Linked DNA regions of Zea mays: region 1 is linked to region 2. Evidence: chromatin contacts called from public Hi-C data. All regions are on one chromosome and are shown on one strand. Each heading gives the region's core, a stretch centred on a gene start, on an enhancer-like site or on the middle of the called end of the contact. The rest is flanking DNA. Distances are from core to core; before and after follow the strand shown.

Region 1 (3,838 bases), core at 791-3,290, 350 kb before region 2:
GCTGTTCCCGGAGTTTCGCTTCAGTCTCAACATTTGTCACGGCTAGAGTTTCGACTGTGGCGGTTGGATTATGATGTGTTTGTTGTAGTAATGGGCCTTGGCCCAGCACATTCATTTCCCTCTCTAAGAGCATCAAAAGTGACTTATCTCAGTGCCCCAAATTAAATTATAGGGCTCAAGCTAAAAAAATGCTACAAAAGTGCCCTAATTTACAAAATATTGGCGAAAATATAGGTCACCTCCTGAAGTGCCACAAATATACTGCACCTTATTAGGTTGCCCCATATCTAGATCTAAACAAACCGACGCTTCACAAAACTTTCCTTTCCAAACGAACGGAGTAGATTATCGGATTTTGATTAATCACTTGATTTGGGGCTTTACTGTAGGAGCTTCATTTTTTTTGTTGGTGCCCTAAATTCTATAAAATATATCTATTTTAAAATTTTAGGGCACTTTTATAGGGCATATTGTTGGAGATGCTCTCATATATATACAACAACCCACCATGTTTTAGGGACAGGATTTCTAGCCTCTCAAGAAAAAAAGTAATTTCCAAGTGTTTGGCAAGAAGACTAAAGTGTTATTTGAACAATATCGGGTATTTGTATCACCCTTAGCACAAATATGATCAATGTATGCATCACCATCACCCTTTACCCTTAGATGCTAAATAGCCAATGAGTTCAACATCGTCACTATTTAGAGCTTTGGCATATTTGACACATAAAAATGTCCCAACATAAAAATTGTCTAGCAAAAAGTAGAAAAAGATGGCACAAACCCTGACTAGGCCGGGTTGACAACATCGGCTAGGTTGGCCATAGAAGCTAGCTAGGCCAAACTTCCTATTGTCATGTGATACCGGCTATAGTAGCCGGCCCACGTGCCTGACCTAGCTGACTTTAATCATTGACTACCGCGACTTTTGCTAGATTCTGAATCGATTAACTTCTATATTGGTTTTTGACATTGAAAACATATAAAACATGTTTTAGAATTGTTTTTTTACTGGGATAAGACGACCCCTCTCTATATATACCAGAGCTTAGTAACAGGGAACTGGGAACTTGGCACGTTCCTCTTTCCGGGAACGTGGGAACAAGCTCGTTCCCGTAGTGTTAAAACTTAGTTTTAGTAGCGTACCATGTACCATGTTCCCGTTTCTCGATGCCATCGATCCGGAAACCTGGTTACTAAGTACCAGAGGAATACAGCTGATTAAGGTACCCAACATCTAATCGATTAAAAATACATCTATTATCTCTTTTATCTGTTTTCCTCTATATTTTGTTGTTCGTTATGCCTCCCGGTGAGATTTGGCGGCGTTTTAGATGGCACTGCCGATTCCAGGACAACCTCAACAAGTCAACATATTCCTCCTTGATGGGTCTTCTCAGGAGCAATGTTATCTGCTTATTCACCGACAAAAATAAATAAAAAGTTTGTAGTCAATAGAAGAAAATTATATGTACTTTGCCAACCATTGTTGCAGGGTATACGGATGAGCCTCCTCAAATTCGAGAAGAGCAGCCGCAAGGTCCCTCATTACATTTGCTCGTTTCTACACAATAAATTCCTAGCGGCCGTTCACAATGCGGAAAGAAGGGATCAGCGGGAGGCACGCAGTGCCAACGCCGCATTGCGTACAACACTACAGCTACCTGCTCCCCTCGAGATCGAGATCTCCGGTGCGGTCCCAGAAGAACCAGTCGTTAAAATACGGAGAAATGGCAGCGCAATTAGTTTCGGTTCCTAGAATCCTAGCCCTGATCCCAGTGGGGCGGAGAGGGGAAGAGAAGGGCGTACCTGCGCAGGACTTGATGGTATGGATCTTGAGGAGCAGCACTACCACGCTGAGGAGGTGGGTCATGTCCCCCGCCAGCCGGAACACGTTCATCTCCGATCCCCCTCCTTCACCTTCCCTCCGCCTCCAATATTTTTCACGAACAAAAGATCCTCCTCTCTTCTCTTTCTCTCGCGCGCGCCGGGGTCTCGTCGGCGAGTGGCTGTGTTCCCTGCCCTCTCGCGTCGGCGTCGTGGTCGCGGTAGCTGAGACGGAACGAATCCGAGACGGGATTGAAAAGAAGGTCGGGACGACGTCGATGACTACTGGGGCCCGGGTGTCCCCCACGATGTCAGTTAATGCAAAAGAGCGTGGCCGGCCGGACACGGCCGTGGGCAAAGGAGGGAAGTACGTGGCGAGGCTGAGGTGGCAGCGCGCCATTGGAAGTGACGGGCCCGATTTATTTTGCATTTCAGCTTTTTTAAAAATTCACATTTAGATCTCTGTGATAAGTATTCTCGTTTTTTAATCCTGTCATGACGTCGAGGTAACACTGCTCAGCGTCATAGCTCATGACACCAAAATATTGACTCTAGTGTGTGTAAACCGAGCTGACAATAACGTGGCTGAGCTCCCATCACGGCCATTGCCGGACCTCCAGACGTGTGTCGCTTCCGAGTTTCAACTCGGCCTCTCGAACAGCTGCTTCTATTGGACATGGCCACCCTCTCCAATAAATTTCCGACACTAGGTAACAAATTTGATTGCTATTTAACTGCCAATGTAGCATACAACAACCTTCCTTGTTTGTTGTCTTTTTTACAACACTAATAATTTAATATTGCATGCATATTCTTTTTATATATCTAAATCAAAAATAGAGAGCCTATATCAGTGAGTTTATTCGCATGTTTAGTTTTCTTGATAATTCCTAAATTGGTTTCTAGCAAATTTACGAGGTTATTAAGTGATTTACTATAACATTATCTTAAACATCGCTACGAGTTATAGGCGATGATTAGCAAAAAAATATTAACATAAACTAAGATGACTATAAAATATGTTATCATATGTGGGACCGAATACTCTATATTTTGTAGCCTGTGTGTAGTGTGCTGAATGCTGAGTCGTGGCGTCCAACAAGTGCGGTTTTATTGTCGAGGCATCCATGTGTGTCATTACCAAAGGCCTATATTGGGGCCTTCGTCTTACGAAGGTCCTCAAAAACACGACTAACATGTTTTCCAAGTGTAATATATTGTTACAGGAACCTTCGGTTTTGAGATAAAGATGCGCACGGTATGAAAGGAGCGGTCTGGAAGAAGGATGAATCAGTTCCGAAGCTATGGATGGAGAAGCTTCGGATTAGCGCAAAGACAGTGATGGAGAATGAAATCGACCTAAATGGGAAAAGACTGTTTAGTCCTCGACAGATTACTCCTTAGTCAATAGTAAATGTCAAGGACTTGGATGTAATTTTACCCAGGTTGCGTCTTATGTGCCTATAAATAGATGAACAGTAACACAGTACTGTTCATGCTGACTTGTAATCACTTACACGTCACTCTTGGATTCTTATCTTCTGTCAAGCCGAAGGTATAAATGTAATTCAATATTATTAATGTTTATTCACGATTATATATTGAGAAGATAGATAATTTAATATTTGACATTATCATTCATGTCCTTTATATGTCCCATATATTTCTGCTTTTTATTATTACATGTTGAGATGATGAAGGTTTGTTATTCATGACCTTCGTGTGAAGATCATTATATCCTAAGGGAGATAATCCTTCGAAGGACGAAAGTTTTTAACAATTAACATTTGTGTTGCCTTGTTCTTAGCTCGTAACATTTGAGAACAAGTGACCAACAACCTACTTAGTATCTAGCTAGCTAGTATTATTCTCTAAAATAAAATAGCTAACAAGCTGAAACCATGCAAGTACCTACTATTCGAGATGACGATATATACACCACTTGTATTCTTTATTTTATAGGGCCATCCTTCGACGCGTTAAGTGAGCTCGCCGGCCGTTCAAGGGCTAC
Region 2 (3,662 bases), core at 544-3,043:
TTTTGCGCAAATTGCCCCTTTATTAGTTTGTGCGCGGAGATGTATTCTATCTGTATGCAGCAAGAAAACAACAATTACCATGCATTAGACTAAGGTATGAGATAGTTAAAGCACACATTATTAACATAACACATCAACTTTTCTTTCTTAGCAACGTTCCACATTACTAACGTAACACATCAACTTTTCTTCTCAAAATAAACTCGAAATTACAGTCCTGGGTTTGCGCGCCACAATTTTATACACTAGTAACTTATACACTAGTAACGTTATGTATAGGCTAATCTTCATAGATAGACAACGCCTACAACCAGAAGGTATGGCTGTATATTTCATCTTTTCATTGGCAGCGTCTGCCAACACATCTTAGAGCAACTCCAAAAGAAACTGTAAACCTATCCCAAAACAGATATTAGGAAATAAATCTAGTTTTTCTTACTCCAACAGCTCCCTCAACCGTTCCTCAAAAGTTTCGCGTCCCGCATCCACCTACTCTCCTCCCGCATATTTACGTGTGAGCGATGCCTCCCCAATACACACCATCGGTTCTTCTCCACCACGACGACTGTGTGCGAGCCGCCGCGACATCGTTGTCTGCTCGTTCCGCCGCAGGAGCGAAATCAACTCGATGGTAGCGTGCCTGGCGCTTATGTTGGAACCATGCAGATGCAGACTTGGTGGGTCTTTGCGCAATCTGTAGCGTTCGAGCTAGTGCTCTAGTTCAGCGACATGCACGAGCACGACCATGCTGTGCCACCACATAGGCTCGGGCTTGAGCATGACAGTGAGGAGAGAGTTGGCCTGGTGAAGGTCACAATGCCCGCGTGACGCCTGCTGGGTGTTCACCAAAGTGCCACACCGAGAACATCGTTGCATTTAACAATGTTTTAGCCTTTGTTTAGAGAAACTGTTGGAGAACACATTATAATCCACTTCTAAAACTTTTTAGTCTGCTCCCAATAATTAGTTTTTGAGGGGGATTTTTTAACATTCTTTTGGAGTTGCTCTTAGGGCTCTTTTTGAACATAGGAAATTCACAGGAATTCGTTCAAAAACACAGAGAAAACACAGGATCCAAGAAATAATCCTTTGATCCAAATAAGTCCTATCTTTGTTCCGGTAACATGCAAGAGCAAGAAAACTGCCTTGCAGCTTCCCACTGCCACTGGCATGTCTGTGTAAGTGAAAGTGTGAAACTGACCCGCAAAATGTGATGGATCCAACAATAATGCCAAACCATACCTACATCACCCGGTGTTGCCCCGGTTTGTTTCGGCTTTTCGCAGCTTCTGGCCACCAAAAGCTGCTGCGGACTGCCAAACACTCAACTTTTCAGCCAGCTTCTATAAAAATCGTTTGGGTAAAAACCATTCAAAATCAAAATAAACATATAATCGGTTAAAATCAAAATAAACATATAATCGGTTGAGTCGTCGCAATAGTAGTAATCCGTCACTTTATAGATCCTGAGCCCCATGGACAACTTTATCTTCCTTCGCACGTAATCCTAATGATACTCAGATTCTCTACACAGCCAGATTCTCCGCATAGCTAAATTCTCGAAAAAGCTGGTCAGAAAAAGCTGAACCAAACAGATCCGTGTACACTCCATACTCATGGTGGTGTGGCACCCTTTGGGCCGTGGTCACCCAGGTCTGTGTACACCCGAGGGGTTCGCCTAGGGGCGGCCCCAGTTGACTGGGCGGGTGTTTCGGTAGTTGGCGCAATGGGAGCGCGGTGAAAAGAAGCGGGCCGCGAGGTGAGGAGGAACAAAACGACTGGCTGTCCGAACGGGGACGCCTGGTTCCTCTCATTCCCCTTCCACCTCTCTCTTTCTTTCCACTACTCGCCCTCTCTCTCTTGCGCGCGCGTGACAACATCCCTCCACGGGCGCGCGGCGCGGGAGCACCCACCGACTTATCGCCGGTGGGGCGGGGCGGGGGCGATCTGATGCCGGCGCGGCGGTGATGGCAGCGCCGTCCGGCGGTGGGGGCGGCGGTGCGGGGGAGGGCTCCTCCTCGGCCGCCGCAGCTATGACGATCGGGGCCCACGGGGTGGACCAAGGTTAGCAACCCCTGCTCCTCCTCCTCCTCATCGGGCTTTCGTGTTTAGTCTCGGTGAAGCGTTTGTGCTGGAGCGCAGCTAACCACGGTCGGATTGGGCATGCCTCGTGGTGGCCTTAACTGTTTGGGCGGGTCCGCGGAGAAGCCGTGTTTCACAGCGAGTAGTGCTAGGAAGTCTTGGATCGCTTGCGCGCGCGTGGGCGTGCAGAACCGGGCAATGCTGAGGCACCTGGGTGTCGGCGGCGCGTCGGTGGTGTTATAAACCTCCGCGTCGGTGCGTGTTTGAGTAGGCGACTCACTAAACACAACACGTACTTGTTTTGGCTTTTAGCCGATTCAAGAAATTGCTTATGTGTGTGGAGGATTGGTTTGATTGACGTGCTTTAGCAACCCTGGCATGTTTGCTGTAGGTGTGGAGTGCTGCCTATTTTACTCTTTTGAACTTTCTAATCTTTGCTGAGCTTATCATGTGTTGTAACTAGCGCATACTGATTAGAGGTGTTTTTTTAGTGAAGAAGGAGCATCCTCAATTGGGAAAGTTCACACTTATCATGTAGGATAGAGAATGTCTCTTACTGAATAGGAAACTTCACACTTCGGATCAGGTGTTTTTGGGTTGAGACTTGAGAGAATGGATGAGACAATGCTGCTGGGCATGAGTTGTGAAATGAGGTGCTATTGGGCTAGCATGCATATCAGCAAGATGTATCGGGCTGTATCGAGCGACATATTGTGAGCTAAATATCTTTTTTTTTGTTTCATTTTCTCGATATGTGCATTGGGCCATATCCCGCTGTATCGGATACTGTTATGGTGCCCTTACTAGCATATGGGTGATGCGTAGGTGCAGCGTATTGGTGAGAGAATTTTTGAACCGATTGAGATTAAGGGTCTACTTGGTTCAACTGTAGACTTCTGAAAATATGATTCCAGCTGTGAGCTGTGAGAAAGCTATTGTAAGCTGACAATTGTGAAAAAACTGAAATTTGTTTGGTTGAAACAACTATCAATATAGATTCTATAAGATCATGACATCTTGCATCATGGATGACAGGAATCTGGAAAATCTGGGTTAGGAGGTGATTCTGAATTGAATTAGAAGAATCTATTGATTTTCAGGAATCTATTATGTTGTTGTAGCCGTTTGGTTGAGATTCCAGATTTTTGACAGTGAATCTGGTTCAGGAAGCTGAACCAAACACACCCTAAGTTCGTAAATTTTCTGGGCATGGTTGTAGTGGCTCCATTTCAAGTGAATAGATTTAAAGCTCAGATTTAGTAGGATCATGGTTAGGATTGAAGATTGAACTTCAACTGTACTTTGGTACTTTATTTGTGGAGATTAAGGCTTGCACTTTATATTTCTGGCGCAACATCGAGTGTGGCAACATTTAGACCTATGGTCACTTAAAATTATTTCTGTTCAGTTTTCGTTCCTTCATTCTCTATATATGTTTGTCTGTAGAAATATTGTCCAATACCTTTAGTGGATTCAATTAATTATGTGTTGTTCGCTGCTGCTAACAACAAGTTCAGAAGCCCGTTTTACTCTTGTCTTGAACTCTTGAAGCGACATAGCTTTAGTTTGGCTTTAAATAG

Evidence for each region. A called contact is a pair of places that touch in the nucleus more often than the background predicts.
Region 1: a Hi-C map of ear shows a contact between it and region 2, with 2.9 times the contacts expected there. The contact joins the promoter of LOC100282828 here to the promoter of LOC100191923 in region 2. A contact is called at or near these places in 5 of 25 Hi-C or Micro-C datasets (ear, leaf, root tip and 1 more).

Annotation. Positions count from the first base shown.
Region 1 is chr2:126,599,976-126,603,813 of Zm-B73-REFERENCE-NAM-5.0, reverse strand. LOC100282828 (ER lumen protein retaining receptor) reads right to left here and starts at 2,040. Exons shown (of 6, transcript NM_001155734.2): 1 at 1,810-2,040. The coding sequence starts at 1,900.
Region 2 is chr2:126,250,420-126,254,081 of Zm-B73-REFERENCE-NAM-5.0, reverse strand. LOC100191923 reads left to right here and starts at 1,793. Exons shown (of 7, transcript NM_001137347.2): 1 at 1,793-2,064. The coding sequence starts at 1,968.